2 separate regions of the Zea mays genome follow, and region 1 is linked to region 2. A link is a contact called in public Hi-C data. All regions are on one chromosome and are shown on one strand. The core of a region is the stretch at or near the end of the contact, and the rest is flanking DNA. Distances in the headings are between cores, read along the strand shown.

What was found. Hi-C and Micro-C count contacts between places; a contact is called where the count stands out from the background.
Region 1: a contact with region 2 is called in a Hi-C map of leaf, with 7 times the contacts expected there. The contact joins the promoter of LOC100279570 here to the enhancer-like site in region 2. A contact is called at or near these places in 3 of 25 Hi-C or Micro-C datasets (bundle sheath and leaf) and 1 of 3 datasets of contacts at active chromatin or transcription factors (seedling).

Annotation. Positions count from the first base shown.
Region 1 is chr5:94,903,430-94,910,596 of Zm-B73-REFERENCE-NAM-5.0, reverse strand. LOC100279570 reads right to left here and starts at 3,360. Exons shown (of 2, transcript NM_001152567.1): 1 at 3,080-3,360; 2 at 1,661-2,945. The coding sequence starts at 3,244. The coding sequence ends at 2,067.
Region 2 is chr5:94,834,492-94,841,612 of Zm-B73-REFERENCE-NAM-5.0, reverse strand. No RefSeq gene overlaps it. Among protein-coding and RNA genes, the nearest start is that of LOC103626716, 7.5 kb to the left of the region's middle. Within about 2 kb of position 2,667, at least 8 of the 20 cell types and tissues checked have an H3K27ac peak or open chromatin away from gene starts, as enhancers often do. A contact at or near this core is called in bundle sheath and leaf, where this site is marked.

The DNA of each region.
Region 1 (7,167 bases), core at 2,111-4,610, 68 kb before region 2:
GCTAACTCATAGGTCAAACACGATAGTGGTTTTAGTGGGGGGATGTGCACGTAAAATTTTGATTAAAAAATGATGAATTCAAAAAGATCAGTCGTGCGCTTGACTAGGCTATGTAGTTCCGTATACGACCACGCGATTGTTCCATAATACATCCAAAAGCGAAGTAGACTGATTTTTCCAAAGAAGCAAACAACGTGCACGAAGAAAATGACAGGTACCAGACCAGACTAACTGACTAAGCACTAAGCTTAGAGCCTTTTGGTTGTAGACTAAACATTAGTTTCTCCATTTTAGTCACTATTATCGAACGGCGAGACTAAACTGCTTTAGTCTCTAGTGTCCTGAGAGGTGTTTAAGATTGTCTAAATTATATTGATTTCACATTTTGCTTCTCATTTATTTCAGTTATATTAATAGTGAGAAAATGGTAAAAGGACATTTTGGTCTTCTTGTGAGCTATTTAATACATTCTGAATAATTTTAATGATTGGGACCAAACATGATAGATGTTAAACTTCAGTCACCGAAATAAATTTTACCTCCTAGGCTTAAAACTAAAGATGCCCTTAGTTGAAAACTATATGCGCATCATCTACTGCACCATATATAACAGCCACAATACAGCGTCAATTCCTTCCAGCCCGATGAATCAAGCGGAACTTCCCAGACTTCACGGGTTGAGTAGAAAACAAGTGATGCCTGGTGCAGTAGATAATGGTGGTGGTCCTCGTCGTGATGGATTGCGGCGCCCGCGGTTGGCCGACAGAGTAGATAGTAAGTAATAATCAATATTATTATGCATGTATATAATAAATAAAAAACGGAGCCTTACAGCAGCGTCCTGGCTGGCGGGTCAATCGGCAAGCAAGCGGGGGTCGGGGGGAGGCGGCTGGTGGGCGGCGGAGCAGTCCGGTCGTCCACCGCCCCACGTTGTGGCCGGCCAGTCGTGCGGTGATGGCGACGGGCGGCGACCTCCGAACCTTCCCGTGAAAGACCTCTGGACGAAGACGAGACGACCGCACTCTGGTGCCCGTGATGGCGTTTCTTTCTAGAGGCTGGGCCATGGGCTACTGACTCGCTGGTCTTAATTAGTGAAAAAGGTGTGACTGCCCGTGAACTGACGACGGCTACCTGTTGAATGCCAACGCAAACGGTGCCGTGGTCGACGGTTGGTAATTGGCATGCTTGCGGTGCTCCGACGGCACCGTGGGCGGAACGCAGAGTCGTGGAGTGGAGCGCCGGACCGACCCGCACGTGTTTGACTAGCCAAGCCACACAGCTCTGCCCAGGAGACCGGCCGGGCCGGGCCGGGCCACCACCACCGCCAGCCGCGGCGGCCTTGCGTTTCCACCCAGCTTCCCTCCCGCGCGGCGCCGACGGACGCAAAACGTCGCACGTGGGCCACGGCCAACTTCAGCCCGCGGTGATCACTCTGCTCTGGCATCTGGGCCCCGCGCCATCCCGCTGGGTCGCCTACTTTTCAAACCCAATCCTCGGCGAACTACTACTCAGGAACATTTGCGAATGCGCGGGTGGCCCACAGCTCAGTCGCGCCTGCTACACAGTCCAGTAGTATACCTCTGTTATTATTACTCCCCTATGGAAATTTTCAAACTCAAGTTGGTTCATTCCTGGTCTCATTCTCATGAAACATAGTGCTAGGGAAAAAATAAGTTTCATTTGATCAATTGGATGAACAGTTTCGCCTACAGCTAACAACTAAAACAGTGCGAGGGATTGGTTGGTTGTACGATTTCATGTTGTTTTTTCCTATGCTAGCTAGCACGTAGTGTTTCGCATGTCGCGTCGTCGACCACACCCCCGCCGGCGGTGACGACGATCTCTGTTCCACGCCATGTCCGGCCGCGCGCCGTCCTCCCCTTGTGTCTGTTCCTCCTCCTGCACAACTGCAGAGTGCAGACCCCTCGTGTCTTGCTCTGTTACCGCTGTTTCGCTCTGACAGCCAAGCCAGCGCTGCGCAGTTGACCATTGCGGCGTGCGCTCGAAGACAATCTGATCCAGAATCTCCTGCGATGCCAATCTCCCAATCCATCCGATCCGTTCCGTCAGTCCTTGGTCGGCGACATCTCGAAGAGCCGGCCGGACAGCGCGGTGACGAACGCCGCCTTGAAGCTGGGGTCCCGCGTCAGCGTCATGGCCATCTGCTCCGCGAGGTTCCGCCGGATGAGCTCCGACGCCGCCGCGGCCACGGGCGGCTCGCATTTCACCGCGCCAACCGCCTGCTGCTGCTGGTGCTGCTGGACCTGCTGGTGGTGGAGCGGCGCCGGAGCGGCGGCGACCGGCCTCGGCGGCGACGGCGGCTTCTTGCTGGCGCCAGGGCTGGAGCCGTCGTGCGGCGCCTGCGCCTGTGGCGGGGGCTGGCCGTGGTTGTGGTCGCCCTCGTACGTGGCGACCAGGATGGTGGGGTCGTCGGCGCTGCGCTGCACCTTCTTCTTGACTGGGCAGGCCGGGGCGAAGGAGCAGCGGAAGTAGGCCCGCGGGCAGGGGTTGTCCTTGGTAACCTTCTGCCCGTACTTGCGCCACTGGTACCCGTCCTTGACCACCAGGCTGAGGTCGGCCGGGTCGGCGTGCACGTGCAGCTTCGACACCCTGGGCTTGCACTCCGCCTCCCGGATGCGCTTGCACGGCTCGCCCGAGGTGCACTCCGTCTGGTCCGGCGCCACCGCCGGGTAGTGCTGGTGCAGTAGCTGCTGCGCGGGCGGCGCGGTGTCCGTGCTCTCGCTCTTGCGCTTCCGCGACGGCGACACGGACCCGCCCTCCGACGTGGACGACGGGTGGTTCCCGCAGGCCGTGGCCGCCGCGGCCACCATCTCCGTGTACTGCCCCCGCAGCGCCTCGTACTTGGAGGCCACCTCGGCCAGCGCCTCCGCCAGGCGCCGGTTCTCCTCGCCCATCCGCTGCAGCTCCGTCTCGAGAGCCGCGACCTGGGATCAAATCAAGGGGACAGTCCGTTAGAGTCTTTGCTCGTCGTCACGCCCGCCGTCTCCGTCCAGTCCAGGTGGGGTGGGTGCATGCTTGCGTCGCACATAGGATCGGAGTGTAGTGTATATATGCGTACCTCTGGTTCTTTCTTTGGAGGCGGCAGGAGGAAGTTCTCCTCGACGAGCAGCTTGGGCCTGGGCAAGGCGACGGCCACCGGCGCCTGGTGGTGGAGGCTGAGCGGCGGCAGGCCGACGCGCAGGTCAAGGCTCAGAGAAGGCTGGCTGCTGATCCATGGATCCATCTGCTGACTGCTTCCTTCTTCCACCTCGGTGTCCAGGTCGACAAGAGACGTGTAGAGCGGTCGACGGAGAAGAGAACTTGGAGAGTAGAGAGAGGAGGAAGAGGAGTAGAGACGCTTGAGAGTTGGAGTGGCGATTGCTCGGGACATGGCGTGATTTATATAAGGACTGGGGACTGGGGGACTCGACGACCCGGCCGGGAATATCGAAGGAGGATGGTCCGTCCGGGCGGTCTCATCGGCTAGAAGAAGAGAGAGAGAGAGAGAGAGAGAGAGAGAGAGAGAGAGAGAGAGAGAGAGAGAGAGAGAGAGAGAGAGAGAGAGAGAGAGAGGCGCTGCCAGTGCCAGCCCAGCGCACGTCGCCATCACTCGCACACGCGCCTGTCCTCTTCTCCGGTCGCGCGGCGATCGAATCAGCAGCTGAGCTGAGGCGAGACGAGAGACCGCATAAACAAACAAGGGGCCGTGGAATTCGCGCACGCGAATGTGGCGGGGGAATACTGCTGCTACAACTACTAGAAGAATAGGCGAGTGGTGGGGCCCGGGGCGGGGGTCGGAGGACGACGACGACGAAGCGCACTGGAGGTTGCCGATGGACCAGCAGGAGAAGACGTGACTGACCGTGATGGCGACGCCGACGCCGTGGCCTCTGCCTCTCTGCTGAAATATTTTTTTTCAGTGCTGGTACGCCTATTTGTCACGAGTCGGGTGGGACGGAGGCGGGTGAGCGAAGCCTTGGTTGGCCTCGGATAGCATGTCGGCCTGCGGATGAGCCGCGAGAGGATGACGGCGATGGTCGCCTGCAGGTTGGGTGGCGGTGGCTCCGGAAGTCAAGAAAATACACCACCACACATGCCTAGGAAAGATCGGCGGGGGGACCAATTGACGACTTTAGCTTGTTGACCAGCCTTTCTGGTCGGAAGAGCGAGAGCCTGGTAGTGGTAGCTTAGTTAGCACTAATTAATCCGGCAGATTTTAGACTTTCTCTGTTTCTGTTTTCTAAACAAACTTTTTTTTACAAAAAAAAGAAAAGAAAAAAGAGAGAGAAGAGCATGCGCATGTGGTGGTACTGCTGGTAGCTCTAGTCTAGGTGAGGGAAAGGTCGCTCCTGATGGCTGCGGCTTAATTTCCTTGCTAGGTGAGCTCCGGAGGCCCAAACTAATGGAATCAGAATAATCCGGCGAACTAGCTACCAACAAGTAAGTAGTATATACGTATCGCCGTGCCGCCGCCGTTGCCTAATTCTGACTGACCAAACATCCTTTCATAGTGCTCGCCGCACGGGGGGCGAGGATCAGTACGTACTTGCACCGTTTCTTTATGACCACCTTTGTTGCCGAGGTTTTTGATTGATTAGGCCGCCGTATGTAAGCAGAAGCGCTGTTCTTCTTTTGACTGACACGTCGCATGCAGGCGCGCGGCTTGTCGTTACCTTTGCGTTCTAGTACTTGTGCAGAGGTTTCTACAAAGATTTTGCGAGACCGGACCTGGAAATCCGTCTGTCTGCTGTCTTCGTTTCCGCAAGGCGTACAACTGTTCCTGTTCCTTGTTACTCGATCGGCCGACTACTTGCTTGCGATGGCGTGTATATGGCTAACAAGTTGAGCTGACCCATACGAGGAGTTTAATCGGTTTAAATTGGCTTGGAAGAGTAAGTTTTCCACGCTGGTTTTCGTCGTGATTGACTGCGTCGTCCGTTACCTTCGTCGCGCAGAAAACCTCGAGGGCTGGGGACGGATCGTAGTCTCTCCCATGTACTGGATCCTCTAGGCCACCACAGTCTACTACCACCCAGGATATAACCTAATTCTAGTATACTCTCTGCACCATGGTGCAATACAACACGCGCGGCGACGTCCCCGTCACGCCATGACACACAGTTCGCGCACATGTGAACCCACGGGGCGCCGCAATCCGTTGCGGCCCGGGCCCGGCCGGCCACCACATATATATATGAGTCTATCGTGGCATCACGGACGACGGACCGTCAGCTGCCGGGGAGGAACAGCAGTTATTAATGTGGCGAGAGACTTTTTTGCGTCCGGCATCTCGGTTTCCAACGCATTATCGTGTCCATGTCGTTGAGGAAGGTGGCTACTAGGACCTAGTAGCAGCTAGGAGGAGGAGAACCTGGACACTGGACTTGCTAGCTAGCTAGGAAGAAGGTCCAAGTTTTGCTCTACTTTTTTTGTCTTAAGATAAACGTATAAAGTATCGTTTTACGTGCTCACGTACGTCGTCGTCGTTCACGTCCAGGTCCATCATCAGTACAGCTCTGTCGCTGACCATAATAATAACCATCTTATTACTATTGTCGAAATAATAGATCGATGTGCCAGTATAGCATTGGTAGCAAGGTGTTTAAGCGGATGGTCCGGCCTCGTCCGCGGTCCAGACGGTCCGCGCCTCAGTTAGGGTTCCTAGTTTCTCACAGGATTTGTTGCCTAAAACCGTGGAATTAACTCGTGAAACAATTTGAAGCGGATCCAGTCCTCCCCTTTATATAGATGAAAGGCTACGGTCGATTGAACTCCCAACAATCGATCAAATCAAGTCTATTTCTCTTTTTTACCTTATGCATTAGGAGTAGCTCTAGTTTAGCCCTAATTTAGTATTTCAATCCCCCAAATTCTCCGCTTCTCTTCGACTCTATGTCGATTAGAGGAGTCTAGGTCGGCCTAACGAGCCTAGACAACACCTAGGATCTCTCCTCTCCGACGGGGTTCCTCCCAGGAGCGAGATCCAGGCGCCGCCGCGACCTTCGCCGCCCCTGCGCACGTGCGGACCATCCGGCATCTAGACGCGGACCGTCCGGCTGTCAGGCAGGGAACCCAAGCCCCTGTACCAGGTCGCGGACCGTCCGGCCCCGGGCCGCGGACCGTCCGCGCCTTTGCAGAGGGCACCGCCGCCGGTTCTCGTTATAGTGATTGGCGCTCGAAAAGGTGTCAACATACTTTTGGCGACTCCGCTGGGGACTAGATATCTAGATCTACTAAAAATCGGTCCATAGATGGCCGGTTCTAAGGATCACACCAAGATCTCCACCACCAACATCATCAAGCCGGCCATGGAGGCGCTCCCGGCTGATGACCAAAGACCCTTTGAGGACCTCATAATGCGCGATGAGAAGGAGGTGATGCGGCAATGGAACGAACAACGTGACAAGGAGGAGGCAGAATTGCTGCATAAACTCTCCGAACGACGCAAGGAGGCGACAGAAAAGTCTTTGTCACACTTCACGGTGGATTGCCACCAGAAGATCATCCGTCAAGGGGAGATCGATATGAAAGCTCGCCTACCTCCACTTCAGGGTCCTGCTGTAAGTACTCCAGATCTATCTCTTACGACTTTCATGGATCAACAAGGAGATCAGTTAAAGCAATATGTAGATGAATCTATTAAAATGCATTTACGTTCATACGAGAAATCAACTGCTCCTAGTTTTCCATCGCGTGAGTCTAATACAGAGCCACCCGCACCAAGCGCATCGGCTACAAATGGGTCACCCTTGACCCAACCATCATGTGGTATGCCGATGCACGCTTTCGTGTCACCATCACAGCCGCTGCCATTAGGCACGCGACAAGTACTGGACGCAGCCGGACCGTCCGAGCATCATCTCAGACAGTCCGGTTATACCGCGGACCGTCCGGCGTATTTTGCCGGACCGTCCGACCCGACGCAGGCCCGCACACAAAACGCTCAGGTCGCACCGTGCATGGTCGGACCATCCTAGTACAACCCCGAACAATTCGGCCCCATCACGGATCGTCCGGTACATTACGCCGGACCGTCTGGATATGTCACGGACCGTTCGGTACCTTATGTCGGACCGTCCGGATATGTTGCGGATCGTCCGCTATCTTATGTCGGACCGTCCGGATATGGCATAAACCGACCAGCGTATTACACCGGACCATCCGACT
Region 2 (7,121 bases), core at 1,418-3,917:
GGCCCCTGTCACACTGCGCTATAAATAAAAGGGTGGGGGCCGGCGGCTCGGTGGACGTGTTTCGCGAGACCGTACTCCCCACCGACAAAACCCTAACACCGATCTGAGAGGGTGCACAGCCAGTGACGGGAAGACACCGCCGTTCATCGCCGTCGACAACCTCGCTGCATCAACCTTCATCAACGAACCTGATGGCGAACGAATCTACATCCTCCAACACACCTGCACTTCCCAACGACGGTAACAATCTAATACTGTTTTGTTCTAGAAATTAGGAACCCGAAATTACTCAATAGAATATAGATTACCCTACTGATTTACTTCTAGAGATCCTGTAAATGTAACAGGATGCACACGTAGACGCGGACGGATTGGGGAGAGGAACACTGAACGCGAAAATTTGAGGGAGCTGAGGGCGTCCATACGGGATGCGGAACTTTTCAGAGGCGAATACATGAACTGTTTGAGCAAGCGAATTCAGTTTTTCCCTCTAATATTTATTTTAAGGTAAGTTTACATCTTATTTTAGAGTTGCTTTAAGTCTACCTTTTCACGCGCATATTAAGATGGTGTTTGGTTTCTAGTGACTAATATTTTTAATCTCTCCATTTTATTACATTTTAGTTTCTAAATTAACAAATATAAAAACTAAAACTCTATTTTACTTTCCGAATTAAACAATTTAAGAACTAAAATAAAATAAAATAGAAGTATTAAAAATTAGCTCTAGAAATCAAACACTACGCGCCCGGCTCGGATTGACCCGTCCCACTATTTTTTGCGTTTAAGCGCACATGCATAACGAGCCGTGCGTGCCAGACTTTTTTTTAGCTTTTGCAGACAACGAAAATGCGATAGTTATGTGGGTGTTTGCACGGGTGTCTGTTTGGATTGACGCCGGATTCCGAATCAATGGAGAAGAGAGGAAAATGGAAAGTTTAGGAGAGAAAGCTGAGATCAGGAAAACAACTATCAGTTCCTTCGTTTTATTCAGACGCTAGTACTCAGTAATAGTGCCTCCCACTTTTATCTGTCTCTACACTCCATCTTCTCCCTTGCAACCCCGCCTGCAACCACCCCTTGCTTGCTCCCGTGCTCCCATGCATGGCGGCTTCCAGATCCACACGGACACCTGAATCCCACGCGTTGGATCTAGCTAGGCACGCCAACTCATGTACTTCCTGGCTTCCTCCTCCCCGTGTACTAGCCGGCCGGCGGCATTCCATTGAGGCAGTTTCAGGTCCACGCCGGGAACCCTAGCTATGAAGATGTACGTATAAGGAGGATTGGAAAGGGCGACTATATTTTCTATAGTCTTGAGTCACGTGACCAAATTAATTTTTGATGACAGTGTGATCTAAAAAATCGAGGAGTCTCATCCTACTTTGACCTGAAACCAAACACAACCTAAAGTTTTGGATAAAAATCGATCTAGTTTTTCATTTGTTCACAAGAGTTCAATGTTTATATCCTTATCACTACATATGCAAGTAATGTTAACTGACATGAAAACATCATAATGGAATAAAAAAGTTTGTTGACGCTGCTCCAAAGCATACTCTTCGATTATAAATGGACAAGAATCTATGCCCGTGTTCAAGAATAACAAGCTTGTGAAAGAAGGTGGCAACGTGTGCAATCCTATCCTATGCTTTCTGAAGGATGCTCTGCCCACCCGCGCGCCCCACCAATTGCACTAATCTGGAATTCTGGATACCGAGCGCGGACGTGGAGGTTGAGACCACTGATACAGATAGTTCTTAACCTATTTTTATTTGACGGTTTGTCGAGAACTGCCAGTAAAAATATTTTCACTGGTGGTTAAGGTAAGAAACCGCCGATACAAATCTTTTTCGAGAAATATAAATATATCACACTCGCACATATCCTCTTCTGCCACTCCACCCACAATATACTTGAGTCAAGATTGTGGCTTTGTTGCCTACTACATATTAGAACAAATCAAGTGTAAATTAACTGTTTGAGGCTACAAACGAAAATGTTGTCAACTATAAAATTAAATAACTTTTTAAATTCTACAACTTTTATTTTAGTACCTTTGCATTCGAGGTCGTTTGCAAAAAAAAAAATGCATTCTAAATATGGCATATTCAAATGCATTTCAAAACCAAAAAGTTGTCGATTAAAAAGTTTGATAACTTTTAAAGATCTATAACTTTTATTTTGATGGTTTTCCATACGATGTCATTTGAAAAAAATCGAAAAATGATTTTAAAGTACTTCTAGTGATGATTTTCTTGAGAAACCACCATGAAAAACGTGTTTCCACTTACGCTTCTTTGAATCGGGCCGACTATTTTATTTCACTAACGTTTGATAACTAAATCTGTCTATAAAAATTAGACCTCATCATAGTTATAGAGTTTTTTTTTCTAGTAGTGGCATGTCATCGCGTTGGAGATAGCTTTAAGAGAGTTGTGACCTGGCACCTGGGACCGCGAGGAAGAGGAATATTCAGACGATGAAGAAGATGAACAATGGAAGTCTTGCGCATGCATATGGCCAAGTACACATGAAGATTCCCAAGGACCCAAGTGGTGAGGCCTATTGATATTTTCTTCAGGGCCGCCCTGTTGACAATTGGGTAGCCGCCCCGGCACCGTAACCAAGCCATCATCTCAAGTCATCCACACTTCGAGTAGTATCTACTCTAGTAACCACCTATCTACGAATCTGTCCACTTGCACAAACAAAGCGACTGTCCACAAGTCAGTCAGTCTCTGGTCTTCGTCGCTCAACGGCAATGCAGCGAGCCAAATGAATGACTAGCGGGTTAGGCTGCTTCCAAACCCAAGATATTGACCATGGTGCCTATCCGAATATTGTCAACCATATCAGCGCGTCACATCACTTTTTTATAGACTTTTGATTGAAATAAAACACGATGTTCTATTACAATATAAATTTATCCGAGTACACGCTTAAGCAAATAAAATTTATATAGTTCATGAAAACAATTAAAATGCAAAAAAAGCTATATAATTCGTATAAATAGCCAATACACCAGTCACCACTACTCATCTTCGTCATATTTCTCTTCCCTCTCTTCTTCTTACTCGTCTAATTCTAGTTGCTTTGTCCACTTTTTAAGGCTAACTTGTAAGCACTTTTAATGTCTTCGTCTATATATATCGACGCTAGAGCGATTCAATAATTCGTTGAATTACTCAAGCAATTTAATTAGAGTAATCCTCCTGGCTAGCCTTGTTCAGCTTCTTCAATACCATTTTCTCTGTAACTGTGACTCGCTGCTACCTGTTGCTAGCCTATTCCCCTTCCGTAAGCTCTTGCCCTATCGCGGCTGATAGGGCGTGGCACGCCCACACTTTCGTACAGCGTGGAGCTATAATTGTCATCCAAGTTGAGACGAGATCTTTTGCTTCCATCACTGGAGTCGTCGCCACTTTGCCTTGTGCACCACTTGACTGATGGCAAAGAGCGCGTCATGTGTGCTTTAGTTTGAACTCAGCTTCTGTAGGCTTGTTGCGGAAGCTCTGCTCCACTCGGTCGGGCCGCACACAAACAGTTGTGTGTACTTTAAAAGAGGGCGATCTTCAATTTCGATTGCTCATCGACCACCGATCCTTTAGCTGCTTGAGGGTGCGGTAGTGTGGAACTTGGTTATTCGGACCCAAAAAGTCGACCACTTCTTGTCGTTGCATCAATAAGGGCCACAGAGTGTAGCGGCCATGCATGGACCTAAAAATGTGCGGAATTCATTAAAAATATATGTGTACTTATCGGCCTTTTATTCTCCATCTTCAGAAGAAGAGCATGGGTATAGAAACAAAGGTTGTGTATTTAGAAAACAGGGATGGACAGAAACATCCTATTGGAGAGTTGAGGGTATGAATGAACCTAAACACCTTCTCTATTTGTAGGGCTGATTTTTGCTAAACTTTAAACGGCCAAAGCGATGCAGATCAATAATGCAAAAATGACACGTAACAACAGACGACCGGTATCGACCACTAGTAGAAAAAAGCTCAAAGCCTACGGGGTGATATATTTTTACATACGGATTCGGTTATCAACCGCCTGTGTTATTTTTAGTGGCGGTTCCTTAAAAACAGCCACTAGAAATTGTATTTCTACAGGCAATTACTTAAGAAAACTGCCTATAGAAATCCATTTTTATCCTTAATTTTTCGATTTTTCTTAAGAACTGCCACTAGAAATCATTTTTATCCTTAATTTTTTGAGTTTTTCAAATGACCTCGTATGATAAAACCACCAGAATTAAAGTTGTATATCTCTAAAAGTTATGAAACTTTGTAGTTGACAACTTTCTTATTTGAACTCATTTCGGTTCTCAAAAATTGCATCTAAATTTGTCAAATTTAAAATTCAAATTTTGCAAACGACCTTGGATGAAAAAGTGTCAAAATGAAAGTTGTAGAACTTCAAAAGTCATTCAACTTTGTAGTTGACTACTTTTTTATTTGAATTCGTTTACGGTCTTAAATAAGCAATTTACACTCAGTTGGTTGTAATATGTGGACAAAACTACAGACTAAACACAAAGCATGACATATGCAGAGTGGTAGTGGATGATACGCGTGAGCAGGGGGTAAAGTGGGTCATGGCCCCCCTCAATTTTATACAACCTATTATACATAATGACCATTTATTATTAAGTGAAGAAAAAAATAAAAGTTTTGATAAGATATAGTCCTATTCTAAACTAAAAAACAAATGGCTAGCGGCTAAAATTAAAAATTTAGAATGAATCAACTAATTAACGCACTAATTTTTAGCTATACCCTTCAAATAATCATTAGTTGTTAGCTGCCTCAACCTAGCTAAAACCATTTAACAATTAGCTGCCTAAAATAATCTTGTCAAGAGCCTCCTCGTCAGATCCTCTCCAACCGAGTCCTCGCATCTATCACTTCGACCTTAATCTTTTCGACGCCACCTAAACCAGTTTGCCTTGATACCGGTTTCGACCTCCGCCTCCACCTGACCCAACGCTGTCCGACCCCGCCCCTTTCTGGCGCCTCCACCCCCGCCCCGTCGTCGTTGCGACACCGGCCCGCTCGATAAAGTCAAGTCTCGCTCGTCACAATGATGCGACCCGTCTTCGTGACCAACAAGCTTGGCAAAACAGCAAGCCCCATCTCTGAGCTGGAGACGTCGCTTGACCCCACCCCTTTACTGGCACCTCTGCCCTTCTAGGAGATTGACATTTGACAATGTACACGACTTTGATTCGGTCATAAAAAACTTAGCAGTATCTTTGCTAAGTTTTTTAATAATCTCGCTTGATTTTGTCGTGTGGTGTTTTTGGCCCCCCATAAATTCTCGACCTACGTCCGCCACTGCGTGTGAGGGGTGAGGTCGGTGGTTCGATTTCTAACTGAAAGCATCTAGGCCCCTGGTTGGTTTTAGTGATTAATGACAACGTAATATTATATGTGACTAACGTGTGTTTTGCAGAGACAAATGGTAAGTTAGGTCACATGACAGGTAAAAGCACTACAATGTGAAAGCAATCCCGGAGATAAGAACTCGAAGCGACGGCTAAAACGACGGAACAAAAGGTGAAGGTCTACGGAGTCCGAGTGTCAAGGAGATGTGGACACTCGCGATTTAGTTAGGTCTTTTATTCTCTTTTAGCCGTACTATAAAGAGGGGTTGTCGATGAGTAGTTTGACCAAGAGAGTTCTAGTGTAGTGTTGGTGCACAATCACACTCATACACAGTGCTAGGTGTCACTCTAGAACTCACATACAAGTTAGAGCGAAAACCGATTTGAAAATCATTTGAAAAACAAGACTTAGGGTTTCTGGCTTTGGGGCACCGGACTGTCCGGTGTGCACCGGACTGTCCGGTGCACCCTCTGTCAGGTGGGACCAGGCTGGTTCACAGCAGAGCCTTCCCAGTCGCAGAAACCCGAGAGCGCTGCCTTCGGAGATGAATTTTAGTGGCACACCGGACATCGCACCGGACTGTCCGGTGTGCACCGGACAGTGGACTGTTCACTGTCCGGTGCGCCATGAGTCCAACGGCTCTGTGTCAGAACTAGCCGTTGGAAGTGACCGTTGGCGCACCGGTGGCGCACCGTTGGCGCACCGGTGGCGCACCGGACTGTCCGGTGCGCCATCGCGCAGCAAGTTTCCTGTAACGGCTAGTTGGTGGGTGAGGGCTATTTATACCCCTTCCACCCACCATATTCAATGTCTTGCACTCCACATTTATTCCAGCACCTTGGTAGAGTATTGCAAGCACCAAAAGCCTAGTGAGGAGATTAGAGAATCATAATCCGCGCTTGTTCCTCATTAGCGCTAGTGAGAGCCACCTAGAGCACACACCACTTGCATTAGGCTTCTCTTGGTCAAGCGAAAGTCTATGGCTTGTTACTCTTGGTGATCGGCATCACCTAGACGGCTTGGTGGCGTTGGGAGCTCGGTGATCACCGTGAAGATCTTGTTGGTGACCCGACTCAAGTTTGTAAGCGGTCTCGAGGGATCCACCGCGCCGGAGTGGCAAAGGATCATCTCGTAGTGAGCACTTGGTTCTTGCGAGGACCAAGGGGGAGCGATACCCTTGCGCGGGTGCTCCAACGAGGACTAGTGGAGAGCGCCGACTCTTCGATACCTCGGGAAAAATTGGAGGAGTCTTCTAAACTTTGCTTTACATTCCGCACTTAATTCAAGCTATTTACTTTGTGTATTTGTTTAGCAAGTATTTGAAGCATTGTTTTAGCCTTGTTACATTTCTAGTATTATTTTCTTAGTGCTAGTTGTTGGGGTGAAGTTGGGCTCTTGTTTAGCTCTTGCTTAGGTTTTAATTAGTGTTGATTTTTAGAAAAGCCCAATTCACCCCCCCTCTTGGGCATCGTGATCCTTTCAATTGGTATCAGAGCCTTGTTACTCATAGATTAGCTTAACCGCTAGAGTTACGATGTCCGGTGGGGATGGACCTCCTCCCGTTTTTGATGGTGACGATTTTCCTTATTGGAAAATTCGTATGGAAGCATACTTAGAGGCTATAGACATTGGTGTCTATAAAGCCGCCACACAAGGGTTTCCCCAACCTAGAGATCCCACAAATCTTGTAGGTGATGAGTTCAATTATGAGAAATGGAATGCGAAGGC